2 separate regions of the Pan troglodytes genome follow, and region 1 is linked to region 2. Evidence: chromatin contacts called from public HiChIP or PLAC-seq data. All regions are on one chromosome and are shown on one strand. Each heading gives the region's core, a stretch centred on a gene start, on an enhancer-like site or on the middle of the called end of the contact. The rest is flanking DNA. Distances are from core to core; before and after follow the strand shown.

What was found. HiChIP or PLAC-seq counts read pairs in DNA pulled down with a chosen protein or histone mark.
Region 1: a contact with region 2 is called in an H3K4me3 HiChIP or PLAC-seq map of stem cell-derived excitatory neurons, with 14 times the contacts expected there. The contact joins the promoter of MANF here to the promoter of MAPKAPK3 in region 2. A contact is called at or near these places in 2 of 7 Hi-C or Micro-C datasets (induced pluripotent stem cells and stem cell-derived neural progenitor cells) and 1 of 1 datasets of contacts at active chromatin or transcription factors (stem cell-derived excitatory neurons).

Annotation. Positions count from the first base shown.
Region 1 is chr2:55,416,005-55,422,270 of NHGRI_mPanTro3-v2.0_pri, forward strand. MANF (mesencephalic astrocyte derived neurotrophic factor) reads left to right here and starts at 1,698. Exons shown (of 4, transcript XM_001169644.8): 1 at 1,698-2,917; 2 at 3,690-3,817; 3 at 5,215-5,356. The coding sequence starts at 2,632. It overlaps DOCK3 (dedicator of cytokinesis 3), which reads left to right. Exons shown (of 53, transcript XM_016941180.3): 53 at 1-1,698.
Region 2 is chr2:54,642,908-54,649,002 of NHGRI_mPanTro3-v2.0_pri, forward strand. MAPKAPK3 (MAPK activated protein kinase 3) reads left to right here and starts at 2,994. Exons shown (of 11, transcript XM_016941174.4): 1 at 2,994-3,149; 2 at 3,422-3,692. The coding sequence starts at 3,474.

The DNA.
Region 1 (6,266 bases), core at 448-2,947, 770 kb after region 2:
GAAGCATCCAGAATGCCTACCATCAGCTCCTGAATCAGGGATTTTCAGCACTACCTCTGAGCCATGGGGTTGGCTGCCCAGCCAGGCTTCCAGGCCCTGAGGACATGTGGTCAGGTTCAGCAGGCTCCTGGGTAAAGAGGGTGGGAGGGGGCTTCTCCTTTTGGAAGCAGATAGCCATGCAGGTAGAATTGTCATCTCCCAAGTGGCCACATACAGCAACCCACTCCAGGCCATGGGGACCACCACTCAGGGTTCGGGGCTGGCAGGAGGGTAGTTTCTCCAGTCTCCCCAGTCTGTTGGTGTCTTTATAGGAAACTATAAAGCAGAGCAGTGGTGTCTTTAGAGGAAACTCATTCAAGTCAGGGCACTGATTTTCCTCTCAGTTTATTATTTGGGGGGATAGGGTCAGGTGGGTATAGTAGTACTTTACCAGGGTGCTTTTAAGTTACTTTAAAAAAAGCCTACAAAATATTTTTTTTCTTTTATTTGCTCGAGTTCACATTAATGATGGTCACAAGGCTGCCTTGTTGGGCAGGCGTATTGCCCCCAGTTCTTCTTCTGCTGGCCTGTATGACCTCCACAGCCAGGCCCTGGGCCCGAGCCCCTTGTCCCTTCTCCACTGCCCCTCTTTCCAGACAGTAAAGGCCATGGTCAGTGTGTTTTTCTCTTGTAAACAAACCCCAGCTTGTTTAACAGAAATGCTAATAACCTACTGGGAAAGATGGAGGTCTAAATTACCTCCAGGGTTTTTCTGGGGGTTTATCACCAGTGTGGGTCCCTTCTGATACCACCAGGTTCACTCCAGGCAGAGTGGGGCGGAAGGCTGCTGAGGATATGGGTCAGTTACAGCAGCCCTCACCTCAAAGGGTTGGCCTGCTTCTCAGCCTACATTCATTTGCAAGCTTCAATCTCTGGACCATCTGGTGTTCACAGGTGTTAAGAGGGTTAGGGGTTAGGGGCTAGTTTTGGATTTGATTCATAGGTAGGAGGGCTTAGATTTTAAGGCACTTCTGAAAGTCAATCCCTGGACAAGGCAGTCATCACATAAGAACAGCTACCTTCTCCACTTGGTGGCACAAGAGGTAGGGAGGGGAGTATGGGTTCATTTGGCTTCGCATTATGCAAGGTGAAACCGTTTGTTTTCCCTCTCCATTTTCCCTAACTAAATGAAAACGACACATTCTGAAATCCCTTTTGTTGGAGAATAAGTCAGTCTGAGGGGAAATGGGAGGCCAGAGATGAGAACCCTTTGAAAAGATTGTAAAATACTGATTTTCATTCTTTCAAGCTTATCTGTAAATACCTATTTGAATGCTGTGTATTTGTACAGGAATTTGAGCAAAAAATGTATAGAGTGTGATGTCCAATTGGTATTCAGCACTATAAATGTGTTTTTAACCTCCCGCATTCTGTGCTTATTTAAAACAAGGAAACTTCTAACCATTTCTTTTGTGTATTCATGTTTAAAGAAAAAAAGTGATTTAAAAATCTTACCTGTACCAGAAAAGCAAAGTTAAAGGAAACAAAATTTGTACCATTGTCCCAAGAGGTATTTTACTGTATATATTGTGGTAGCATGTTCAAAATCCAACAAGTAATGTGAATTTTAGTTGTAAATATCTGCCACTTGATTTTTTCCCCCTTTCCCCACTTCCTTGACTGCTGTGATGTGAATTAAAGATAAATACGTGATACTGATCCACTGAATTCACTGAATGGGAGCAGAGGATGTGCCCCTCTCCAACCCTTGTCGCCGGGCTCCAAGCCCTTTTTAGCCCCATAGACATGTCCTTTTTGCACTGAGTAGAGCCAACCGTTCCCGCATCCTGCCTTCAAGGCAGGCAGCCAGGAGGGCACTTGAAAGGGCAGTCGAAAAGGAAACATCCTCCAGTGCTTCTCTGGTGATTCCCGGGACCCCACTCAGGAGGTCCCACGGCAGCGGGGGACCCCGAGGGCCTAGCCGGGGAGGCAGGAGGCGGCTGGCCAGCCACCAAGCCACGATTCAGAGCTTCTAAGGGCACCTCCCGAGCCCCTCACCTTCCCACTCTGAGGCGACCCCATGTCCTCGACCGATGATCTGGCCCGGGCGCTTCCCTCCACGGTCTAGAGTGGCGGCCCAGCTTTGAGCTTGGCGCGCCTTGAGCCCTTCCTCCGGATGTCCCGCAGTCCGTCCACCCCGCACGTCTCCTATCAGGCTATGCACGGCGGGCTCCGGTCAGGTGGAGGATCAGCAGGTGGGCTTTCAAAGGTTGGGTCCGTTGCCCACGCGAATGAAAGAAGAAAAAAGAAACCTCTTTGAGCCTTGCCTGCGGCCGCCCGCCCTTCCTGCCTAACCTGTTGTCTTGGCTGACCCCAGAACTCCTGCACCACGAGTCGGAGTCCAGGCGAGGAGATCAGCAGGGGTTTTCGAGGGAGCCTGGGGCCCAGGGCAGGGGTACGCGGGTCAACTCAACAGATGTAAGGCGTGGCCGAACCCCATTCAGCTAGCAGTACCCAGCCTCAGCCACAGTCGCTGCCCTTACCCAAAATGGCGGCCCACACCGCTTCCGTCGCTGCTGTAGTCGCTTCCTGCGGCGGGCCCGGGTTCAATCAGCGGCCGACAACTGTCTAGGGCTCAGACACCACCAGCCAATGAGGGAGGGCAGCGTGGAGCCGCCCGTCTGGCCTCGCGGCTCCTGGACCAACGGGGAAGGGCATGTGGGAGGGCGCCGGGGGGCCCCCCGCCAATGGGGAGCTACGGCGCGCGGCCGGGACTTGGAGGCGGTGCGGCGCGGCGGGTGCGGTTCAGTCGGTCGGCGGCGGCAGCGGAGGAGGAGGAGGAGGATGAGGAGGATGTGGGCCACGCAGGGGCTGGCGGTGGCGCTGGCTCTGAGCGTGCTGCCGGGCAGCCGGTCGCTGCGGCCGGGCGACTGCGAAGGTGCGGGATAGGGGGCCTGGGGCCGCGATCCGTGACCGTTCTGGCGGCGGCGCTGAACCCCACAACATCACCAGACGGCCGGGGCCAAGAGGGCGGGGGGGGGGGGCGAGGGCGGGGGCGACAGCAGGTCCCCGCGGGGCCTGCATGAGGAGGCTCCGGCGCCCGCCCTAGTAAATCTTTCTTGGGCCTAGAAAACATTGGTCCGACGAAGAAAAGTTGAGACTAGATCCCGTTGAAAACTTGGCCTGAAATCTCCATTACTCCTGAGTTATTGTCCCCACCACCATCTAGAGGTTACCGCTCCCTGTTCGGCGTCGGGAGCTCCAGGGCTGGCCGTGGGTGCTGCGCCCTGTCTGTTGGGATCACGAAGCTGCACCTCTGGGTCCGCTGTTGTATTTGGAAATTAGCAGCAGCATTTTGATCATTTTTCTCTTCACCTTCCAGTCTCTCCATTTATGAGGTCACAGTGAGTCCCGTCTCAAGGACACGTGTTCACCATGGGCTTAAACTTGATGAAAGGAGCAGGGAGAAGTCGTTTATAGGTCATTGGGTGATGCTTGCTCCTTTGATGCCCTGGGTGTACCAGGGGACCCCCGCCACCTGGAAGCAGGTTCTGTCTACCTGTAGACACCTGAGAAAAATCGGTGATGGAAAAGCTCACCTCTAATGATTCATCTCCGTGTCTCCTATTAAAATTGCTGGCGGAGTTCTTTTCTGGTGGATTGGAACAGCTTGGTGATTGCTGAGCATCTCCCGTCCCTCTCTTTTCCAGTTTGTATTTCTTATCTGGGAAGATTTTACCAGGACCTCAAAGACAGAGATGTCACATTCTCACCAGCCACTATTGAAAACGAACTTATAAAGTTCTGCCGGGAAGCAAGAGGCAAAGAGAATCGGTTGGTAAGTAGCTGGTGATCCTCCCCAACTGGCCCTGGCTCATGTTAACCCTCGGCTTCACCAGCCGTTTGATAAAAGGCCTTGCCCACCTCTCTGTTTAGGAAGCCAGCTACTCTCTCCATAAACTAATGTGAGACTGAAGTGCTTCTATGTCCTTCCCAAAGCAGCATGTGTTCTGCAACTGTGATTTTTTTTTTTATCCTGTTAGTCTTTATTAAGGACCTACTATGTGCTAGGCACTGGGAATATCAGGGGAAAGAAGTGACAGTCGGACACACAAATAATGCAATGTCTGGGTGTCATGAAGAAAATGGACCAGCAGGTGCTGATTTAGAGTGGCCAAGAAGTCTCTGAGGAAGGGTTATCATTGAAGTGGGGTAAGACCATCCCATACAGGGAACAGCAGTGTGAGTGCCCAGAGGCCTGAAAGAGTTTGGCATGTATGTGGACAGGAGAAGGTGACAGGGTGCCTACAGGATAGGCAAGGGCCGAATCCAAGACAAAAGCCCTAGTGAAGCAATGGGTTTTCTAACTTGAATTTCTCTGACAGTCTCTGGCTTTTCTCTCTGTTAAAGGTTTGAACCCTGGTGACACTTAAATTCATTTGGTGGCTGTCAGCTTGGACTGAGCATGTGTTAAGAGTCCAGGGTTTACACTGGCTGAATCTGACTACCAGTACAGGCAGGGCACCGAAAAATGCCGCTGTGGGCCAGGTGCGGTGGCTCATGCCTGTCTTCCTAGCACTTTGGGAGGCCAAGGTGGGAGGATTGCTTGAACTTAGGAGTTTGAGATCAGCCTGGGCAAAGTGGTGAAATCCTGTCTGCACAAAAAAATTTTTAGGCTAGGCGTGGTGGCTCACACCTGTAATCTCAGCACTTTGGGAGACCGAGGTGGATCACCTGAGGTCAGGAGTTCAAGACCAGCCTGGCCAACATGGCAAAACTCTATCTCTACTAAAAAATACAAAAATTAGCCAGGCATGGTGACAGGCGCCTGTAATCCCAGCTGCTCAGGAGGCTGAGGCAGGGAGAATTGCTTGAACCTGGGAGGCGGAGGTTGCAGTGAGCCGAGCCGAGATTGCGCCACTGCAGTCCAGCCTGGGTGACAGAGCAAAACTTTATCTCAAAAAAAAAAAAAAATTTGTTTTAATTAGCTGGGTGTGGTGGCCCACACCGGTAGACCCAGCTACTAGGGTGGCTGAGAGGGGAGGATCACCACCCAACAGAATGAAGCTGCAGGGAGCCGTGATCATGCCACTGCATTCCAGCCTGGGTGACAGGGAGCCCTATCTCAAAACACAAGTAAGGCCCTACAGAGAGATGATGTTTCAAGGTGTCAGTATGTTTGGAGGAGATGGCTCTCAAGCACCTCCTGAAGGCCATTGTCCTTTCTTGCTCCAGTGCTACTATATCGGGGCCACAGATGATGCAGCCACCAAAATCATCAATGAGGTATCAAAGCCTCTGGCCCACCACATCCCTGTGGAGAAGATCTGTGAGAAGCTTAAGAAGAAGGACAGCCAGATATGTGAGCTAAAGTATGGTGAGTATGCCTAGTCCTTTCTTAATGAATGCTGTGCACCTTCTGGGTTTGTTTCCCATCTGGGAGAGGAAAATGATGAGCTAGAGTCATGAGTGGGTTGTATTGTATGACAGATGGTGCTAAATGCTGGAGGGCTCTGGCATGGAAGTGGGTGGAGGTCAGAATAGGCCTTATTGAAGAAGTGATATTTCAGCAAACTTTGAAGGAGGTGAGGATTAGCCAAGAGGCCAGCTAATGGAAGAGGATACAGGCAGGATAAAGGTGTCCAGTGGCATGGCAAGTCAGAGAGCATTGCAGGCTGGTGAGGGCTTTTAATCTGCGTGAAGTTAGGAGCATTAGGAGTTTTTGAGCAGAGAAGGGACATGGTACGACTTGGGTTTAACAGGCTGGTTCTGGCTGCAAGCTCTGAAGCCCCAGTGATTTTTACTATTTTGAAAAGAAACACTATGTCCAAGCATGCAAGCCCAAGAGTTAGGAACTACAGCATCTCTCTTGCTGACTGGGTCTCTGGTGTACATAGTCCCAGTCTTCAGAAACAGTCAGGGCCTCTTCTGAAAAACTTGAATGGCCAAGGACCTGTGTTGACCTACTTGTGTCTTCCTGGTACAGGTCCAGTTGGCTCCAGGTCACTGTGGTCATGGAGAGTAAGTTCCTAACTCAAGGGCCTGAGCAGGGCTGCTCTTTGTCACCAGCCTGGAGTTGTTAGTATGTGGTGACTATGTCAGAGGCACTTGGAAGATGGGAACCACGTTTCTCCTATAAGGACAGTGTGGCCTCTGTCCCTATCCTTGTTCACGCTGCATATCTGTAGTAGACATAATATGTGGCCAGCCTTCCTGGTGAAGAGGCTAGTTCCCTCTTGTGGGGGCAGTAGGCACTGACATGCCTGTAAATGTGTCTGGAAACGTCT
Region 2 (6,095 bases), core at 1,744-4,243:
CTGTGCACCTCACCTGCATGCTGGGAACAGTGATGTGCCCCTGTTCTGCCCCAAGTACTAAGTTGGGTCCCTCTGGCCAACTTAGTACTTAATTCTCCTGCCCTGGCTGCTCCCTAGAAACCCTGGCTCTGATTGCTGGGCCCACACTGCCACCTAGCGGTGCCCCCTCTCATGCCCTCACTAGCCAAATTTCCATAGATTCTTCTCTTCTAGGATAATCCCTCTCCTGCACCCCAGGGATTGACCTTACTGCAAGATTCCCCTGCCACTCCCTACCCAGAACAATCACAAGATGAATCACAAGAATACACAGCAGTGCCTTCCCCAAAGTCTCGCTCATTTGGCCTCCATCCTCTCACCATGTGCAGCCTCCTCTCTCCAGTAAGGACAGAATGTGTGTGTGTGTGTGTGTGTGTGTAGGAATGTGTGTGTGTGTGTGTGTGTGTGTGTGTGTAGGATTTAGCCCCCCTCACTTTAAGCTATTCCAAAGTCTCTGTCCCCTTGGACACACAGCTACATGAAGGGCTGTGTGGCAGAGTCTGCCATCATGAACCCACTCCTGACCAGACCTAGCCATCCTGCATGCCAAATCCTCCCATCATTGTGGAGGGGATGCTGCAGGTGGTTGCTGGAACATGAGCACTAAGGGAAACCACATATTCTGACTTTCCTGGGCTAAGTGAGTAGTTTCAAGGCATCTCTCCGATGGACCCATGTGGGGAATGCGTGTGCCTGTGGAAGCATGGACACTGGTTATAGGGACTGGGAGGGGAGAAGCAGCACCTTTGCCTTATTTTTCATACTTCTGTATAATTTGAATTAATTACAATGAGGAAGTTTTACTTATGCAACTTAAAATTTTAATAAAAGAGACCAGCTTAAAAATACAATTATAAAATTTGTAGAGCAATTATAATCTAATTCCATTTTAAAGAAAGAAGACATCTTCACAGAACATTCAGTGAGATGCCTTTGGCTGGGGCAAGGAGCCAGCCTCCACCCTCAGCTGCCTAGCCTTCTGCTCACCAGAATGACATCTTGCTCAGCCTCAGGTTTACCAGGCTCAAACTAGTTGCCTTCAGAGAGCAGAGCCTTCTTTGGCTCCCCCCAGCAGTAGAAGATTCCAGATCATAGGGCTTTCAAAGAGGCTCTGAGATCTTGAATCAGATTCTCAGGTTGGGCTCAGGGACATCAATCCTGGGTCCAGCTGGGCATAAATGCATGTGTGTGTGCACATGTGCATGTGTATCTGTGTGCATGTGTGTTATATGCATGTGTGTTTATACGTGTTATATGCATGTGTGTGCACATGTGTAAAGGTGTGACTGCATGTGTACATGTGTGAGAGTATGTTTGCACCTGTGGCTGTGTGAGGAGCCAGAAAGGACTAGGAGAGGAGGCCATGGTTTGAGGATAAGAGCCCAGCCCTGAGGTTGTGCTTTGGAGTTGGAATGGGGGCTCTGTCATGACAGCTGCTGACCTCAGACAGGTCACTTAGCCTCTCTGGGCTTTTCTGTCCTGTGTGTCTGTAGTGTGGGGCAGAAGGGATAGTGTGACCTCCTCTAGGCTCTGTAAGGTCAGGGGGTTGCAGGGAGAGCACATTCCCAGCATCTGGTCTGCAAGAAGTGTTCACTATGGCCAGCTGAGGCTATTGTCTGGAGCCTCCTGCTTCACTGAACACTGCTAGCTTGAAGGTTGCCTGAAAGAAATAGGGGCAGAGCCCCAACCCCATCTCCACTCAACATCTGCACACAGTGGGTACCCACTAATAAGTTGTAGCACCCTTTCAGTCACTCATTCACTCATTCATTGACAGAAGATCATCTTTCCAAGAGCTACTTCTCTGATGAGCCTGCACATGCAGCCCAGGGGTCCGTGAGTGTGCGTGTGTTAACCAGAGGGGCTGAGGGGGAGGCGCTCACTGGGCCTAAATTCCGGAGCCAAGAGTAAGACGGCTGGAAGACGCCTCTGAGTGGAACCGAGGTCCTGGTACCTGCAGTCCTGTAGATGGCCTGTAGATGACAGCAGAGGCCCATGCAGAGCCCCTGCGCTGAGCCGCACCTTCCCAGTTCCAAGTGAGCCAGCTCGCTCAGGTCCCTCAGCTTCCGGATTGGGGGAGTGATGTGATGTGCGCAAGTAGTTCAGATCTGTCCCAGAAGACAGCCACAGCCACCCTCCCTATGGCTCTAGACAAGTTGTTTTCTCCCCAGGGGTCCCAGTTTCCTCATCTGTGAAATGAGAGTTGTTTAACAGCCGGTGTTGGAAAAACTGGCTCAAAATACGTAAGGTAGTCTAAGATGGGCTTAACAGAGACTTATATGTGCAAGGCAAAACTAGAAAGCTAATGGAGAATATCTGTCACTCGGATGGGAGGCAGAGACTTTTTAAACACGACGCCAAAAGCCCAAACCATAAGGTGAAAGGTTGGCGGATCTGATCAAATGGCAACTCGGGATTTCTGGTCCCCAGGACGCTGTATATACCAAAGGGAAGCAGCGAGTCAAGGGCATGAGCGGGAGCTGCAAAAAGGGGGCAGTCGCCAGTGCTGGAGACGCCCAGAGCCACCAGAGGCTAAAGAGTGGCGAATTCAACAACGACAAGATGCCACTTCCCTCGGCATGTTTAAAAAGTTGAGTACGCTGAGGGTTGGCCAACACTAGGCAAGTCGGAAGCCTAGCAAGCCATACTGGAGGGCCACCTGGCAGCGTGCAGAGCAAACACCCGACTCAAGGAGAGCTTTCAAGAGAAATAAGACGTCCTGCGCTGTCACGTTCTAGGTTGCGAGTAAAACCCGGGACCCGCACAGTAGCGGACTACCAGTACAGGGGCCTCCCTGGGTGTCCCTGGAAACCGAGGAAGTAACCGCCCCCTCGGGAAGCCACGCCTCCTATTTTGTTCCGGCTCGGGGGCGGGACCCAGCCGGGGCCCGCCTGGCCCTTTAAGGCTGACCTAGCGGGGCCCCAAGTTGGGATGACGCGCAGGGAGCGGGGGGTGGAGTGGGGGAGTGGGGGGGGGGGTGGGGTGGGGTGGGGGAGGTCACGTGGGCGCCGGCAGCGCGACTCTCGGCCCTGAGATTTCTGCGGCCGCCAGCTCCCGCGACCGCCTCTCCTGCCCCTCGCCGGTACCTCAGCAAGGTGCGTTGCCGCCAGGTACGCCCTCGCTGGGCCCCCTCTGCGGCCTCCTCCGGGGACCTCGCGGCCATTAGGCGCCCGGCCCCTTCCCTTCTTGACACGTGCCCGGGCGGTGCTCGCTTGTACCCGGCCGCGCGACCACCGCCCCTTGCTGCATGTCTGTACTCTCAGGCCGTTCGTCCCGCACTCCCAGCTTGCCCCGGGCTCGCAGCCCAGCCCAGTTCAGAGGCTCCAAGGCTGGGGTGTGTTGGAAAAGTCTGGGCGGGACTCACTCTTCCCCTTTCCCCCAGGTGCCACTAGAAGCGCCAGGCTGGGGCCGCCTCTGAGCGCCCCGCGGGGGCCATGGATGGTGAAACAGCAGAGGAGCAGGGGGGCCCTGTGCCCCCGCCAGTTGCACCCGGCGGACCCGGCTTGGGCGGTGCTCCGGGGGGGCGGCGGGAGCCCAAGAAGTACGCAGTGACCGACGACTACCAGTTGTCCAAGCAGGTGCTGGGCCTGGGTGTGAACGGCAAAGTGCTGGAGTGCTTCCATCGGCGCACTGGACAGAAGTGTGCCCTGAAGGTCAGTGAGCCCTCACTGAGGCCTGGGGTATCCTGGAGGGTCCACAGCGGAAGCCTGTGAGTGAAGCTATGTCTAGCGCCCCTGCTAAGCTTCCTATGCTCAGCAACATGTTTCATCGTCATACTGTCCTGTAAGGTCAGGCTTGTGGTCCTCCCTACTTTACAGATGGGGAAACTGAGGCGTAGCCTAGCTAAGCTTTGAGTGTCCCAGTGAGCAAGGGGTGGAGTCACTATGGCTAGAGATGCTGTATCCTGAAGCAGCGAAGGGGTGACTCCTGACTCTGGGATTCTGGCTGGACCCATGTGTTCAGGCCCAAAGGGGATCTCTTGTTCAGCTTGGCTGCCCCTTCCATGTGAAGCTCCTCTGACTGGAATGGATCTGTTTCCCTTTGCTGGAAGCTGAGACCCCACCAAGGCTTGGGTGGGACTGCTTCTTCCCTGTGGCCCCTGCCCATCTGGGCTGGAGTGGTGTGAGCCTCCCAGGGCTGGCCAGAGGACAAGGCTGATGCCCACTGCACCTGTGGAGCCTCAGGAGGCTGCTGATAGACTCCTGACGAGTCGCTGGTCCCGTGTTGAAAGGGACAGGCCCTGGGCCAACCCACCCCTGGTTCCTGGGCAGAGGGCGGGCCAGCCATCTAACCACCTCAGACTATAGGCTCCCTGAAGACCTGGCATGCTGATATAGGTGGCATGGTGGGGGTCAGGGGGATGCTGGGGGCGGGTACCTGGTTCCAGCTTAAGGCATACAGTTCTGGGCCTAGGGCCACACCCCATACCCAGAATCCTTTGAATCTGTCATCTCTGGGGTCTTTACTCATTTGTAGCTTGTGCCAATGGATGGGTAGAGCATGGCAGGGATAGTGGCTCCTGGAGGCTAGAAGTACAGCAAAGGCCCTTCTCATTTTACAAAAGATTTTTTTTTTTTTTGAGGCAGAGTCTCACTCTGTCGCCAGGCTGGAGTGCAGTGGCACAATCTCAGCTCACTGCAACCTCCACCTCCCAGGTTCAAGCGATTTTACTGCCTCAGCCTCCTGAGTAGCTGGGACTACCGGCGTGCTCCACCATGCCCAGCTAATTTTTTGTATTTTTAGTAGAGACAGGGTTTCACCATGTTGGCCAGGATGGTCTCGATCTCTTGACCTCGTGATCTGCCTGCCTTGGCCTCCCAAAGTGCTGGGATTACAGGCGTGAGCCACCGTGCCCGGCCTTTACACAAGTTTTAATTATGAGTCCAAGTGCAGAGTCCTCTAGATATGGCTAATAGCTATCCTGTGTTTGCCAGTTTCATGACCTTGGATGATATCCTAGACTCTGGAAGCCAGGTTTCTGCATCTATTCATGGGGAAAGATAAGGAGTTGTTGTGAACATGAAATGAGATTATACATTTAAAGCACTTGGTACAGGACCTGATACAGGTCTGGAGAGGTTACAGGACTTATTTAAGGCACAAGATCTTAAAGCATCTGAGCAGGGAGCTGGGCCCAGCTCTCTGTGTCTTTCCCAGGAACACTAGGGCCAACAGAGGAGGTTGTCTCCCCAGAGTACCTTGGAGGGGAACATGCGGGTGGGTCTAGGAGAGGATCAGGGTTGGGCTGGTGGGGCTGGGCCCCAGGTATAGCTTCTTTGCCCACTAACCCAGCAGTCGAATGGGGTGGGGGAGCTTTTCAGAGTATCAGGAATGGGATTCTCTGAGTCTTTTAGGGAAAAAGTGGCTCTTCTGAGGGCAGACGGGGGTAAGGGGATGAGGAATGAGAGTTTTCATCCCCCTCTGGGCACTATTTAACCTTCCACCTGTGCTAGGATTGAGGGCAGGCTGGGTGGGTGAGGGATTGAGGCCAGAGACCCACTTCTTAATACCAAGGCTTTGGCCCTGTGGGCCAAGACTGAGCTCTGACCAGCCCCTGTGGTGTCCAGATGCTGTGGGTGAGTCAGGGATGGGGTGGGAGACCAGAATTTGTAGGCCCACACAGTGCCAGCTTTAAGTAAGGCTGGACTTAACCCCTTCCCCATAGATGCTATGTCTGATGAATGACTTGGGGTAACTTCTGACTGCAAGAACTTCCATAGCACCTCATCAGTGCTCTCCTTGTTCTGGACTGGGAATTGGGTCAGGCCTGGAGTGGGTTTCCCTCTGTACCCCTTTATGGGTGAGCATGGCTGAGGCTACTAGCTTGGGACCTTCAGGATCTGGCCCTAAATTGGCCCTCAAAGGGGACATGGATTAGATGTGGCTCCCACTCCAGGACCTTCCTGTTCTTAGTATCACTAGTGACCAAGCCTAGAAGTCCTTACCCAGCTAAGCAGGCATTTACTATCTCCCAATATTGGGCTAAGCACAACCTCTGGTACAGTTATTTTACCTGTGTTGTGAGTGGTAGCTGTGGCCATGAGGAGGAAGGTGAC